Regions from separate parts of the Mus musculus genome. Here region 2 is linked to region 1. A link is a contact called in public HiChIP or PLAC-seq data. All regions are on one chromosome and are shown on one strand. Each heading gives the region's core, a stretch centred on a gene start, on an enhancer-like site or on the middle of the called end of the contact. The rest is flanking DNA. Distances are from core to core; before and after follow the strand shown. Region 1 has its middle 18 kb from the start of Gm15322. Region 2 has its middle 13 kb from the start of Gm41062.

Region 1 (7,604 bases), core at 3,177-5,676:
ACCTCTTCTCCTGAGCTAAGGGAACTTGAGCATTGAGATGCCATCAACAGAAGGCTGTGCAGACATCTAGAGAGTGCTGCCTTTCTGTTGCTCGTGAAACTGTGGTGGGTGAACAGTCTGGGGGCGATGCTGCAGCACTTTATGGAGAGTGTCACAGAAAGTGTGGTATGAATGGCACTGGTGAGGTCAAGCAGTATATCAGTCCTGGGTAGAGGAATATTCTAGATCAATGCTGTTTTCAGGGGAAGTTCACTCATGGCTCGAACACACAGGAACATTTCTCCATCTTCAGGTCAATTGATTTACAATTTTCTTGCAAAGATAGGAAATGAGAAAAATGGATGAAAAATAACTACTAGCCAGCTTTCATTTCTCTGTTGAGGTAAGTCAATCTAAAATTGAAGTTATATCAAATCAATGATTTGACCACAAAGCATTATTATGACATTAAGCGAGACAATATCTGTAGGGTCTTTAAATAGAAATGACACCTAAAAGGCCTGACAATGTGAACCTATTCTTACTGATGCTATCATTATTATTTTGTAATTTATCTGTTGTTTTTTTTTTTTACCGGCCCTTATAATTGGGAAGGTTTTTTTTTCTTTGTATAAACAACTCCTGCTGAAATAATCTGATTGGCTCTTCTGTGCAGCATGCAGACATGTTGTTCTCCCAGTTGTCTGACAATAAACCAATTTAGTCCTCAGCACTCTTGCTTCCAAGTCAAGTAATTTAATTTTGTTCATTTTTTTCTTTTAGGTATGATAGTTGGAGAAGCAACTTTTCAAAATTCTTGTGTTGCCCTGATCTGAGTCCTGAGGCAACTGAACGGAGCCATCACCACATACTAATTAATGACTCCCCTGGCAGCTCTCATTTGTCCAGACAGAAAGGAGGCTGCCCACACACTTTTCCCTGGAAAATGACAACTCTGCACTAGTTCATCCCCCACTCTCAAGGGGCAGGCGTGGCCTTGTACTGACCTCTCCATGTAGGCTTTTAAAAATACACAGATGCAGAAGGGCTCTGGTCTGTCTGTCTGTCAGACTCTCCGGTCACCTGACACTTTTATACAGCTCTACCCAACACCCACTGAATCTTAGATTCACTACTTGTAAAGCGGACATGGTGGCTGCACATAGAACTGCTGGGATTCATTCCCAGAGCAGAAGCTATGGTATTGGCTGTAGTGGGAGGATTATCGGACCACTGACATACAGACAGGGCCCGTAGGTTCTGAAATTTCCTCCTGTTTAATTCCGATCCTAAGAATGCACTTTGGCTGCTCTTCTGTGCATGCTTGCATAGACTTTCCTTTGTCAACTCCTTTCTTTGCTAGAGTACAGCATCTTATTTCATTTAAGAAAGAAAGATACTATGCATACCCTTAATGCATTACAGAAGCTATGGCCTGAGAACACTTAGTAAATAAAAACTTACGTCAGGACAACTCTTGGTGAAGTTAACAAAGATCATAAGAAAAGAAAGGATGCAATGGAGAGAGAGAGAGAGAGAGAGAGAGAGAGAGAGAGAGAGAGAGAGAGAGAGAGAGGAGGGAGAGAGAGAGAGAGAGAAAGAGAGAGAGAGAGAGAGAGAGGGACAGGGTATGCTCAATAGTAGAACAGTTTGCCATTACTTAATTTCTTCTCTCATCTTCATAAATTTCAATCCACAAATACAACTGGCCCACTGTTGTGAACAGTCATTTTCCAGAAGAGGAAACAGATACAAGACCCATGAGAATAATTGAAATCTAGTCTGGATAAACTTAAAACAAAAAACCTACAATGACATCTATATATAGATCAGACGAATAAAAAATTAAAAGGTAGCAAATATCAATTATTGAGAGTAATATGGAGCAGTGGAAGGTCAAAAATTGCCTTGAGGAATGGTTCGATCACTGTGCAAAACAATCTGGCATCAACTAGTAAGACTGAATGTATGCATACAATATGGCCTAGAAATTTTTCTCCTATGTATCCCAGAGAAAGTTCTATTAAAAAATCATTCAAAAAACATGTTCATAGAAACATTACTCTCGTGAGTGAAAATCTATATGTAATCCTAATAGCTATCAACAGCTGGATCCGAAAAGGTCAAGGGCACACACACTACTGTGTGCACACACACTACTGTGTGCACACACACTACTGCAAACAGTGACCATGAGTGAGGGTTCTGTATTTCGTCTCTCACTCCAGCTATCTATCTATCCACACACATCTGAACATCTCTATGTGCACACACATGAATGGTGAATGATCTAGAACCAGAAAAGGAAATTACCGAGCCAAAGACCCAAGGTGCATTCAAACTGATATGACCATAGATTGGAAGCACAGAGAAAAAAACATACTGAATGACTCAAACTTGAAAAAGATGTTAGAGACAAGACAAAGGAAATGGCATGTCTGGAGAATAAGGACCACTTAACATTGTGCTTTTAAAAACAAGAGAATGCTTAGTGGATGTCTTCTGCAGGCATGAAAGTGACAGATCAAAAAGGCTCATGTAAGGCCCTCTGCAGGAGTCAGAGCAGTGGAGGGATGCAGGGATGTCGTTCTGCAATTCTTGAGATAGGGCATGCTTAGTATGCATGATTTAAAAATAATAAACATTTTTAAAAGTTAGACTAAAAAGTATAATAAATATGGCTACAATAATATTTTACTACAGATATTGACAAAATAAGCATGCATTACTAGAAAACGAAGGGTGAGATTAGCTGGAACAAGTGAATCTTAGTTCAAATGTGGGCTCAGGGAATTGGTTGGAGAAGCCCAGCGTACATCAAGAGAAACGATTTGGTAAGAGTATTTGTTAAAGCACAGCATTCATCCTGGCTCAAATATAAAGCTGAAATAATTGTAGGGAGCACAGAGAGAATTTTAAAACAGATTCCAGGGCCTCGAGACAGACACACAGGCACATAGACATCTTGACACGAAGTATCAGCAGCTCGCACTCATGTTGTCTTTACAACTAGGAACACTGCTGTTGAGCTCATTTTAACTCCTGATAGGTCAATGATTTCAACATAAAGCAAAATTATAATTATACAACTGCCAGTACTTAAACAACAGCTCCTTCAGGGTGCTTGACTTCTGCAGCAGCCCATGATCACTCCACTGTGGGCTTCCTTCCACAGCAGTGTAATACCTTTTCCCATCATTCATTCCTAATAGGAGGTCTGGGTTCAAATTCATTCCCCACTGGTGGTAGGTAGCTTGATTGATAGATAAAATACAGAACACTCACTCGTTTTCACTGTTTGCAGCATTGTATGTGGTCCAGCTGTTGGTGGCTATTAGGATTTCATACAGATTTTTCATTAATGAGAATGATGTCTCTACGACCATGCTTTATAGCTCATTGAAAGCTTGGTCCTAGTCTATCGTATCCACTATTTATCTAGCAAGAGAGTACCTGACACAAAAGAGGTGCCCAATAATGAGTATTTGTAAAGTTCAAACACTTATGGTCAAATAAATGGGTATAGACTTGGCATGAAGTAGGTCTTTGAAATAAATATTGTAAAAGAGAAACCATAGAATCAAATAATGGAAACTACTGACTACACCACAACAAACAAAAAAACTGAATGGCAGAGGAGAGGCAAAGTGGCAACAAGAGGAAAAATGTGTGAAAATGTCCAGCAAACTGTACAAGACCTGTGCAAGATCAAGCCAGTCAGCATTCTAGCTTGGAGAGAGGGCGGGGCTTATGATTCCCTGCCTCTAACTGAGGAACTATCAAGTTATGGTTTCTGAGAAATGAAGAGTCAGTTTTCTTTAAAAGTGTGGTCGCTGTGCTCTGGTGGGTGACCCTGTAACAAGAGAATATAGGTAGCATGTGCAAATCAAGCTTAGTGATATAGATATAGATATAGATATAGATGATAAAGCTATAGATATGGACATATAGGTACATAAATTCATAGGTATATAGATATATAGATTCATAGGTATATAGATACATAGATTTATAGGTATATATATCTATATAGCTATATAGGTGTATACATATGCATATAGATTATCACACATACATACATTTGTGTATATGTATATACATGTATATTATATATGTGTGTGTATATGTATATATATATGTGTATATATATGTGTGTATGTATGTGTGTATTCTATATGTGTAAATTCTTAAAATGAACAAAATATATTTAAAACATCCAGTAAAGAGTTACTGTCCCTCATTGACAGGTGGCTCTTATAAATCTATGACAAAAAGATGACCAAAGACTGTGCTTGTTAGCCCCACACATGCTCCTCATCTCCACAGTCTTGTTTGCAGCGTTGTCTGGGTTTGGATGGGTAGCTCTTGCTCAGCATCCGTACGCAGTTGCAGGCTGTTATTAATGAGGGTGCGCACTCGCTGGGAAGGCTTCCGTCACCGCCCGCCCGCCTGCAGCTGCTTCCGGCTGCTCACTGCAAGCTGCTGTGGTTTTACTGAACTTCGAGTCTCACCCAGCAGAGAGACAAGGTCCCGGCAGAAGCACTCCGCCAGGCAGAGTTTCAAAGGGACCCGCCGGACCGTGTGCAGCTAAGAAGGCGGCTCAGAAGTCACAGACACACTCCTGTCATCGTCGTTGTCCAGTTAAGCGTACGGTTCAGATCCAAGGAGAGACTCAAATGCTCCTTCCTCAATGCAGAGACAGCATATGCAGCCCAGAAAGGAACAGCATGGGTGGCAGCGGCCATCTTTGTAGGCTACCCTCTCTCCCACCCACTGCTTGCTTTCTGTGCTGTGCAGGAAACACAATTCAGATTTCACCTTCCAAGAAGGCCCGACTTTTTTTTTTTTTTTAAATACATTTACTAAAACCCATTTGGTGCTCAGTGGCTAATGTGCTTTCTTTTAAAGTCAGACGTATTTCTTTCAAAACCAGCTTGTTTCTGGCGATCTGTAGAGATTTGCCGTTTCAAAATGAGTGACCTTGACGCACACCTCCAGGCTCAGCCGTAAGACATGGTGCACAGGGTACTTTCCCTCCATCTTTGAATTGGACCCTGCGGTTACTGAGTTATGGGAAATAGTGCCATGATTGCTTGCCGTGTGTGTGTGCATGATCGTGTGTATGTGTGCTCACATGCTAGGGAGCCAGGTGCCACTGGGTTTTGGATTAGGAAGCTGGCTTTGCATCTATTTGAATGCTTGAGCAGCCCAAAGGGTTCTTGTGCACAAGCCCTGCCTTGGCTAACTCCTGTTATTATCTTGCTATGGAAGGTCATGCCAACTGCTTAATTACACGGAAAGTTATGAAACAGCCCAGGCAGCAGAACACTGATCAGCTGTGGACTCCTAAAGGAAAATAAACCCTTCTTGCAGCCAGGATGGCTGCGAGCCACCAGGCGTGTCTGTCCGTCCATGCCTGCATGTATAGCTCCCTTGTATAAAAGGGGTGCCCATGGCTGGGCAAAGTCCTGGATTCACCTTTCTAACAGGGTTATGGGTCATAACACAATAGAACCATTTTAATCAGAGCGAGATTATATCTGAGCACTTCTAGTCCGACTTTTCCTTTCATTGAATGTAAACAATTAAACCTCTCTTGGAAGCTTTCCTGTTCACTCCACAGCACGCCGCAAAATAGCCATGCCGAGCACTGAGACGGGCATTATTAAAGAGAGCCAGCTGCTGCAGTTTCAGGCCCATCTGACTTACCTGCCCTTCAGCCATCACCTCCGAGGGGAAACTGAGTTTATGGAGGAGCGGGCTCTTCCGGTTTAGTCTGTCAGGTGCCTGCCAGGCTTGGCTTCATTCTCACCTTAAAAGCACTCAGATTTTGGATTTTTACACATTGCTTTGTTTTATCTGCCTTCATGGAGAAGACGCCAAAAGAGGCCTTTGTGGTAATTAGAGGCTGAGGGGAAAGCAGACTTCTCGAGAAAGAGAAGGCATTTCTGTGCTGAAGAGCCCTTTTCACCGGAGCAAGCAGGATCCTCTCTACTTCTACAGGAAGCAGCTTGCCCACTGCAGAGGGGTGGGGTTCCCTCGGATTTCTCTGAAAGCATTTGGAGAAGGAAAAAGCCAGGCTCCAATGCCAAAAGACAACTTTAACCCTCCACTCGCAGAGCCCAAGGTCAACCAAAGGTCACAAGAGTACTGCTGAAATCCGAAATCCGCGGGCTGGGGAGCTCCCTCGGGGCTGCCTCTGATGCTGCAGGAATCGATAGCTGAGATCCACTCCCTAAAGGGCTCACTTGTTGGCCTGTGACGGATGAAGTGGTTCGAGGTGCCCATTAGGGTGCAGAGTAGACACTGATATAGACTTGAGCTCCCACGGCTGCCCCGCCCCTTCTTGAAACCTAATTTAGACCATATCAGAGTTTTCATAAAGACATTCCTGATACCATTGTGCTGTAAATCCTGTCTGATCCGACCTTCAAATACTTATGCAAACTGAAATATGTCTGGAAAGAAGTCAAAACAAAACAAATATGCCACACCATCTCTTTGCAGCAGGCCCCTCCCTCCTCATTTACATTTCAGCTCAGACCTCTCCAACCGGCTCCCAACTGTTTAGGCCAGTTAATTAGTTATAATTGCAGCGATTGTTTCTCTGAATGCACTGATGGCCTTATGTCTGAAAGCCAGCTTAGCCCGGTTTCCAGCATGTGTGAACTGCGTTGGTAGCATTATTTTGTAAAAACTCATTACAGATAAGTGCAGTTAGTTTAGTCTCCATCAAGACCGGCCGTAGCAATAATTCGCTTTCTTCAAACATCTACAGGTTGTTGTGTTCCAGGAGCTGTGACCTCAGCCTCTGCCTTCGCTCTGTCATTTCAGTGGGCTGTTTCCCCGCGGGAGCATTTTGGGTGAAGCGCTCTTAGTTTCGGATGCAGTGTGTTAATGATAATTTACGTCACTGGCAAGTTGTAGCAACATTGAGATCTCGTGGTCTATCTTTTGGCTCATAACACCATGTAATTAGAGAGAGTGGAAACTGGGAGAGTAAAGTGACTGTGTGCTCATATTACAGTCCTGAAACCAAAGGGAAGAGAAGAGGAAGTGGCTGTTTCTGACGAGGATGGGCCTCTCTTTTACTCCCACAAAGGAACGTCACAATCTTCCAGATTTAAAGGGGGAAATAAATGGTCATAAGGTTTGCCTGGTTGTATTATTAATCCATTCATCTAACATGTAGTGAACACTGACAGAGAGGTATGTTTAGAGAGGTAATAGTGTTCTTGTATGTTGTAGGGTTTGCATTCAAATATCACACTTCATTAAGGGGATTTATTCAGTCTTGTGAGGTAGGCAGGGTATGTATCCATTAGTTCACCCATTGGATGAGGAAATGGGAGCTTGCAAAGGTTAATCGACTCACTGGCCTGGGTCCCAAAGCTGGCGAGAGCCTCGGTTAGGAATCAAGGATTTGACTCTATATTTCATCAGTCTCCCTTCCATCTTAAAGACTGAAGAGTGAGGAAGCAAGACACATAAAAAGATTCCGGTAGAAACAAGATGGCGGCCATAGTTGCATCTCACGGATCTAGTGAGACCTGCACGCACCAGGACTGGATATTCTGGTAAGTGAGAAATGCAAACAAATAAGGGGGTGTTGGTGATAATAGGAG
Region 2 (7,604 bases), core at 1,608-4,107, 130 kb after region 1:
TTAGTTTGTTTTGTTTTTTGAAACATTGTTTCTCAGGGTGACTTTGTCTGTCTTGGAACCTGTAGACCTGACTCACAGAGATCCTCCTGTCTCTGCCTCCAAGTACTGGGATTAAAGGCATATTCCACTCCTGCCTGGTCCATTTAAAGTTCTTATTCTACAAGTCTCAAGATTTAAAAGTTATTATTACTGTCAAGCAATGGTTAATGTTAACACAGCCAGTCCTCAAATAGTGTCTATGCTACCCTGATCCAGATTTCTTCCCAATGCTGGGATCCAGACCTGTGATACAGTCTGGACTCTCATCTGTTGACTCTACACTGCAGGCGAGAGGCCTGAGCTCAACAACCCTGAATTAATGATATGCCTTGCCTTCACTTGGAGGGAAGCCCTGCTCCTGCCCCAGGAAGACTGACCAATGATGCTGATGCTCCTTTATACTTTCCTGTGTAGGAAAACCTCCCAGATTCATACTGATGAGTCTTCCATCTCCGTGGCTTTCATGACTCCTGGCCAAAGTCTGGAGTACAGGTGTTTTATGACTCATCGATAAGTTCATATGAAAATGTAACATCCTGTTGTCCATGGTTCTGCACACTCTAGCCACTGCCCCTCCTGAGCTAACATGGGACACTGGTCACACTTTTCCTCCTCACCATTTCTTCCCTTCTCAATTCTGGAGAGTCTCATTCTTTCTTAGCACCTTTCAAGGCATTCTTCTGCTTAGGTCACACCCTTTTCCCATCCCTTCCCTTCCCTTCCCTTCCCTTCCCTTCCCTTCCCTTCCCTTCCCTTCCCTTCCCTTCCCTTCCCTTCCCTTCCCTTTTCCCTTCCCTTCCCTTTTCCCTTTTCCCTTCCCTTCCTTCCCTTCCCTTCCCTTCCCTTCCCCCTTTTCCCTTCCCTTCCCTTCCCTTCCCTTCCCTTCCCTTCCCTTCCCCCTTCCCTTCCCCCTTCCCTTCTCCCTTCCCTTCTCCCTTCCCTTCCCCCTTCCCTTCCCCCTTCCCTTCTCCCTTCCCTTCCCCCTTCCCTTCCCCCTTCCCCCTTCCCTTCCCCCTTCCCCCTTCCCCCTTCCCTTCCCCCTTCCCCCTTCCCTTCCCCCTTCCCCCTTCCCTTCCCCCTTCCCCCTTCCCCCTTCCCTATAGCTCAGTCTGGATACCAGCTCCCCAGAGAAGCCTTCTTTGATGCACCTACCTGCAGCAGACCCCCAAATTCATCACCTTTTCTGTCCTCTCTACTCTCTGAGCCCACCCCGTTCCTCCAGCCATTGCAGTAACAGCAGCCTTGTCCTGGTGTCCCGTGAGAGCACCTGGCCTCATGTGCTCAATTCCTGCTTCAGGCTTTCTCTGATGACACAGAGGAGCTGTGCCTGTAAGCCTGGGAATGGGAAATTAACCCACGGGCCAGTGGGAGCTAAAGGATCTATATCATACATTTCCAGGGGGCATTTTGGAGGTGAATTCTACATGGCTTCTTGGTGTCCAAGCAGAAATATCCCTAGGACCCACAGCATTGTCCTTAAGTGGCACAATAAGTCTTAAACGATTCTTACTGTTAGCATTTCTTCTTTATTTGCTTGCCTCTTCCTGACTGTTGTCTTTTGGATCAGCTTACAAAATAAACTACCTGCGTGCAATCCATTGCCAGCCTCCCATGAGAATTTAGGCTCAAAGCAACTTCCTCCTTTATTTAATGTCACAAGATCTCCATTTCTATGTTAGCATTTGCTGAAGCTTATATTAATTCTATTTATTTCTAGGATTCTATTATATTTGTATTCCATCCAGACTGGAATGTAAACATCAGGAGCGGGAATCTCGTCTATTTTTCAACTGCATGCTCAACACCTAGGGTGCAGTTTTGACAGGCATGCTATTACTAAATATATATTAATGGATGAATACATTTTAAAAACATGGTTCAAGAACAGCACTTGTATCTTAGGCACTGAGAAGCCTCACGGCATACAGGTTCAAAGCAAATGATTTGGATTCAGTCTTTCTTCTCAATTCCCAATTTTGCTACCTACAGCACCCACTTCCCATACACAGGTTTCCACACCAGACTGGGTGCCTACCTGCCATTTATGAAGTGGGACTAATAAGAGCATCTGGAACATGGGATTGTAACTATGCTTTAGAAAGCTACCTGTCAAGCACTTGGGACAGTGCCTGGGATATGATGACCACCCAGGACATCCTAGTGCTTTCGTCACTCTCCCCCTTTCTGGGGCCATTTAACTGAGTTCAGATTTGAATAGATATATTTTAACACAACATTTACCATTCATTTTAGATCTTCCAAACATGCCATTCTTGTCAACATCCCTCCCAGGAATCCCTCAGTTAAATAGCATTGGGGAAATGATACAGATGGTTTAAGTGTGTGCTACATTGAACGTCTTGCATGATTTCATTCCCAAGAAGTTTAGTGGAAATGTATTTGAATTCATCAAAAAGTAGGCACAACCAATGTTAATGAACAACGTATTTGTTTTCTTCTTCTTCTTCTTCTTCTTCTTCTTCTTCTTCTTCTTCTTCTTCTTCTTCTTCTTCTTCCTCCTCCTCCTCCTCCTCCTCCTCCTCCTCCTCTTCCTCTTCTAACTCTCCTCCTTCCCCTCCTCCCCCCTCCTCCTCTTCCTCTCCTCCTCCTCCTCTTCTTCTTCTTCCTCTCCTTCTCCTCCTCCTCCCCCTCCTCCTCTCCCTCCTCCTCCCCCTTTCATCCTCTTCCTTCTCTTTTTCCTATGTCTTTTCAAGGCTCTATTATTCCCATGCATTGCATTTTAAAGACATACACTGGGCATACTACTTTATGCTCTGAAGTCCTTTTGGAGGGGTTTGTAATAACTACTGACTCAACAACTAAATGCTATTTTAGGAAGTGTTACTGGGGAACTGGAGAGATGGCTTAGTGGCTAAGAGCACTGGCTGCTCTTTCAAAGGACCTGGTTTGGTTCCTAGAACCTACATGGCAGCTCACAACCATCCATAACTACCAGTTCCTGAGGATCCGATGTCCTCTTCTGTCTTCCAAGGGCATCAGGCACACATGTGGTATACAGACATTAATGCAGGTAGAACACCCATGGGTATAAATTGTTTCTTAAAACAGTTACTTTAAGTAAATACAAGTGGGTGGGGCGGTCTTGGCAATGTACTTGCAGTACAGAGGACTTAAGTTCAGATCCCAGCACTCACCTAAAAATCTGGTCATGGTGGCAACTGTAATTCTGAGCCCGAGAAAGCAGGAACAGAAAGATCCTTGGGGCTCGCTGCCCAGCCGATGAGCTCCAGGTCAGTGAGACATGCTGGGTCTAAAAAGAACCTGGCCAGGTGACTTGAGGACACCTGATTTTGACCCAGCTCATATACATAGGAAACCCTTGCACATATGCATGCATGCATGTACACACACACACACACACACACACACACACACACATACACACACACACAGAAATGCTATTGGAGTGAAGGTTGAGAATAGACACCACTGGGTTGGAGAAATGGCTCAGCCGTTAAAGGCTAGGCTTGCAACCCAAAATATAAGAGAATAGACACCACTCATGCCATAAATGGATATCAATGACTGGGCATACAGCTGCCTTTTTCCTTGCCCAACTAGGACGCAAACTCTCCAGGTAGGAGGACTTCCTGCCTGGTCAGTTCTGTCTTTCTGTACATCACTCTGACAAGGGACTCTGTGCCTGTTTCATCTCTAAGGAGTGTTTCTGTCTTAGGTCTGTCAAAGTTCCTCTGCTGTAGAGACACCCCAGAGAGGAGAACCCAGTGAGAGTCTTTGGTCTTGGTTCACAGGCTAACCTTCTGGTGACTTTTAGAAGCAACTCTTAAATCCATCTGACTCAAGTGAAGGGAGAAAACAGAATTTGGGTTTTGTCCTGTTCAAAAGTTCAATACAAGACAAAGGAGATCATGTTGCCCGTGGGAGGCAGTGATGCCGATACCTGGATGTTATTCTTGGGCTACAGAAGGGAAGGGAAGGGAGGCAGAGCTGGGATTTTCTGTCCCTGTTCTTTGAGCTCCCCATTTGTACAACTGCTCACCCACTCCTCTCCTGACTCCTTCACTTTCCCTTCTGACGAATCCCCATATGTATCTGAGCCAATGCAGGCGGCCAGGTCCTGTGGGTCAGGCCTGGGTAAGGCAGGGGGCTGGACGCATGACTCTGGGAGACAAGTGTCGGGGATCAAGAGCTTGGAAGCCTTAGGAGTTTCCTTCTAGAACAGAGCTGTGGTGCATCAGAACAAAGCAAGAATTCTAACCCAGGGGAAGTGTGGAGAGGTGAAGACAGGAACAGGCTGCGGATCCTGTGAGCTCTTCTTTGAGGGTGTATCTTTAAGTGTGGACATGTGGCCTCAATAGTTTTCATTTCCCTTTGGAAGCTGCTGAGTCTATAGGAGCTGACTGAGGCCTTTTCTTTATGTAATGTAGTTCTACCAACATCTTAGCATCATATGGTCCAGACACACACACACACACACACACACACACACACACACACACACACAGAGTCAGCAAGGAAGCTGTATGGTGGCATTAGCTATTTTTGTGCTATTATTTTTCAAGCATATTAAAGTGATATTTAATCCTACTCTGTCTTGCTTTGCTCCTTCAGGCTGGACTTAGCCTAACTTCTGTGCAGGGGAGGGAGATCTACAAATGACAGGAAGATTTATTTATTTATTTATTTATTTATTTATTTATTTATGAATCCTGTGTGCATGCATTAATGCAAAAACAATATTGGGCTTAACTAACAGGCTACTTATTCAAAAGTTCCTCTAAACTGCCCTGTGGCCATTTTGTTTAGTTATGTCCTCTGGTTTCTTGCCTCATTGCCATGCCTGTCCCTATTGCAGCTGGAAAGAGAGTTTTAAGAACACCTCGAGGTGTTTTCAGATGGAGCCAGTAAACAGCTTTAGCCGACACCTCCAGTGAGTCTCGGGGACACAAGCCAGCACAAACAGGGAGTGGGACGCTTTGCTGATCGCTCTGGGCACTGAGACCTCACGACTGGTCGGATGAGGCAGACTGCAAATCAAGCAGGGACATGCTGAGGGGCCAGGGAGGGTTCAGTCCTGTTGCTTCTTGTAGGAGCTCCCTTCACACAGAGAACAAATGCTAGAGGAGGTTGAGCCCTCTTTTTGTCAAAGCCAGGGAGGAGGAAGCTTGCCATGGCCAAGGTAGGCTGGGGTCCAGAGATACTGACTCAGCACCGCCAGGCTGCAGTCTCAGACAGCAGCAGCATTGGCTGTGCACTTACACCCTCGGCTGGGTTTGGTGTCAGGAGCTCTAACAGGCACTCCAGTGTGATCCAGTGTGTTCATTCACATGTGGATTACACCACTGAGATCAGAGTCTAAAGAACAGTGTCTTCAGTAAGAGTGTTTGTCAGTACTTTCTACTGTTGAGCCCACGGTGCCTGGTTCCAACCAATACTCTTCAGTTAAATGAGAAATGAAGTTCTTCTACAGCTACCCGGTCATCCTTAAAAAGTTACAGATGAAGTACTCAAACAGTGACTAGACCAACATTGGGACACAATAAAAGAGGCTAGGCCCAGCCACATCCCTTACTATCCCACAGTTCTGTAGATTCCCGATGGCTTTCTATGGGAAGAAATCTGCTTTTGTGCTGGTCTGGCCCTCCTAGAGGAACGAACACCTTGCATGCAGGGCTGGTCACAAGTTAATAGACAACAAGACAACCCGCAACTAGAGCAAGATTTGACATACAAATGCCTTCCTTACCTGTCTTGTCTCTTGGGTGGGACACTCAGACACATGTTCAAATATCACCCCTTAGGAATCCTCATTTTCCAGGTTCGTTTCTCTGACTTTCCTGATATTCTGGGACCCCCATCCCTACATGATGTATATTTAGTATCTGTTTCCGGTAAGTCTGAGCTAAGACACTGTGACCCTTGCTGAACTCTTCTTTGACCATGAAGACGTTAGTGTGCTCTCTGGATGGTCCTGCCTACCCCAACCCTTCCTCTGCCATGCACTGGTCCTTTTCAGTGCCTTTTTCCACCTCCACAAGAGCATGCACAGAGATGGGTCACACATGCCTGCTCCCCTCATAACTGTCCTGTGCTCATGCGCACACACACACTATGTACAGAGACCCAAGAAAGCCAAGCCACAGAGATATGGGATGTTATAGAAAGAATCTCTGATGTGTGTGAGACTTACTACTCTGTTCGACTTCCTTTAGACTTGCTCTGGCTCCCTGTGTGGAATAACGCTCAGAGGTTCTAACTGCTCGTAAAATCAGAGCTAAGCGGTGAGACCCAAGCACAGAGCTCTGTATCCTGTTGTGTAGGATCAGTATTCTCTTTCCACTTCCTCCCCAAGCAGCAAGAGGATGGAAGTGTTTTTCACGAAGACAGGAAATATCTTCCCTACTGCTTTGTGAACTGGGTGGAGTTATCTTAAGCGAGAAGAGCCATTGGGCGAGGAGAGATGTGTGGGTTGGATTTGCAATGAGCAATTAACAATAGTGTTCCGTGGCCACACCCTGCAATTTCACAAAAGGGGAAGAAAAAAACCAACTTGGCAAAATAAATCTGTACTGCCTTCTTTAAATGTGCCCTCCACTGTTACCTTCTGTAACGTGTGCTATCGTTTCTCTGCTGTAGTCACACAGGATTATGTGCCAAGAAGCAGAAAGCCTTTCCTTGGCTGGCTTTCAGCATGCACCAATTTCAGTCATGACAGTTGAGTTATTAAACAGAAGCAACACAGTTTGAATGTCAATCAGTGTGGGCTTGGAACTGAGTTACTTGTAAGAAACATGAACTCGAGACTGTTAGCTCTTCAGTACATAAATCACTTCGTACGTGTGTTGGTGACCAAACACATGGCTTCTTGCAAAGTCTCTGGATGGCAGGTCACCTTGTGTCTGTCAATGGGAATTCACAACTGGACTGCAAAGTAGGTCGTTTTGAGCCTCCTTGTCTCCTAGTGATAACTCAGGGGACATTCCACACTGCGAATCATCAGTGGAGGGAACTGGCCATCAAATTTAAAGTGAAGAATAGAAATGAGAACGCAGGAAGTGACATTCCAATCAAACGCCACTGGAGCTTACAAACGCGGCATGTTGACCTTGGTTCATTCTCAGCCTTCCCCGAGCTTGCAGAGGAACCCAGTGAAGGTGAATGAACCATACTCATAGATGCGGAAAATAATGGCAAGAGATGGCCCAGACACTCTGCTCTCCATCACCACATTAACGGAGCCCTTAATGTAATCCAGGGCAATGAAGGTTAAAACACTAGAAGTGAATCAACATTTAGACAAGAGATTGGTAATTTTCAGCATGAAGAAGATGTCTGTTCTGTATTGTGAGTTATTTGACAAAATGGAAGCGCTATCTGCTTTTTTATTCCTATACAGTGTGATGCTTTGACATCCTCAAACCCTTTTTAGGTCAGGAAAGGCTAATTTTCCAATTTTAAAATGTATTTGTTTGTTTGCCATGCTGGGACCAACCCCAAACCTCCTGTACCCTAGGCAAGGCTCTATCACTCTGCTAACCCCTGGTCCCAGCAAATTCTTACTGAGAGCAGAGCATCTAAGAGAA

What was found. HiChIP or PLAC-seq counts read pairs in DNA pulled down with a chosen protein or histone mark.
Region 2: an H3K4me3 HiChIP or PLAC-seq map of bone marrow-derived macrophages shows a contact between it and region 1, with 4 times the contacts expected there. The contact joins two enhancer-like sites. A contact is called at or near these places in 3 of 484 Hi-C or Micro-C datasets (nephron progenitors and uterus), 3 of 115 datasets of contacts at active chromatin or transcription factors (bone marrow-derived macrophages, double positive thymocytes and pancreatic cancer cells) and 1 of 9 other capture datasets (embryonic stem cells).

The regions. Positions count from the first base shown.
Region 1 is chr13:111,973,490-111,981,093 of GRCm38.p6, forward strand. No RefSeq gene overlaps it. Among named protein-coding and RNA genes, the nearest start is that of Gm15322, 18 kb to the right of the region's middle. Within about 2 kb of position 4,427, at least 92 of the 459 cell types and tissues checked have an H3K27ac peak or open chromatin away from gene starts, as enhancers often do. A contact at or near this core is called in bone marrow-derived macrophages, where this site is marked.
Region 2 is chr13:112,109,789-112,117,392 of GRCm38.p6, forward strand. No RefSeq gene overlaps it. Among named protein-coding and RNA genes, the nearest start is that of Gm41062, 13 kb to the left of the region's middle. Within about 2 kb of position 2,858, at least 3 of the 459 cell types and tissues checked have an H3K27ac peak or open chromatin away from gene starts, as enhancers often do. A contact at or near this core is called in bone marrow-derived macrophages, where this site is marked.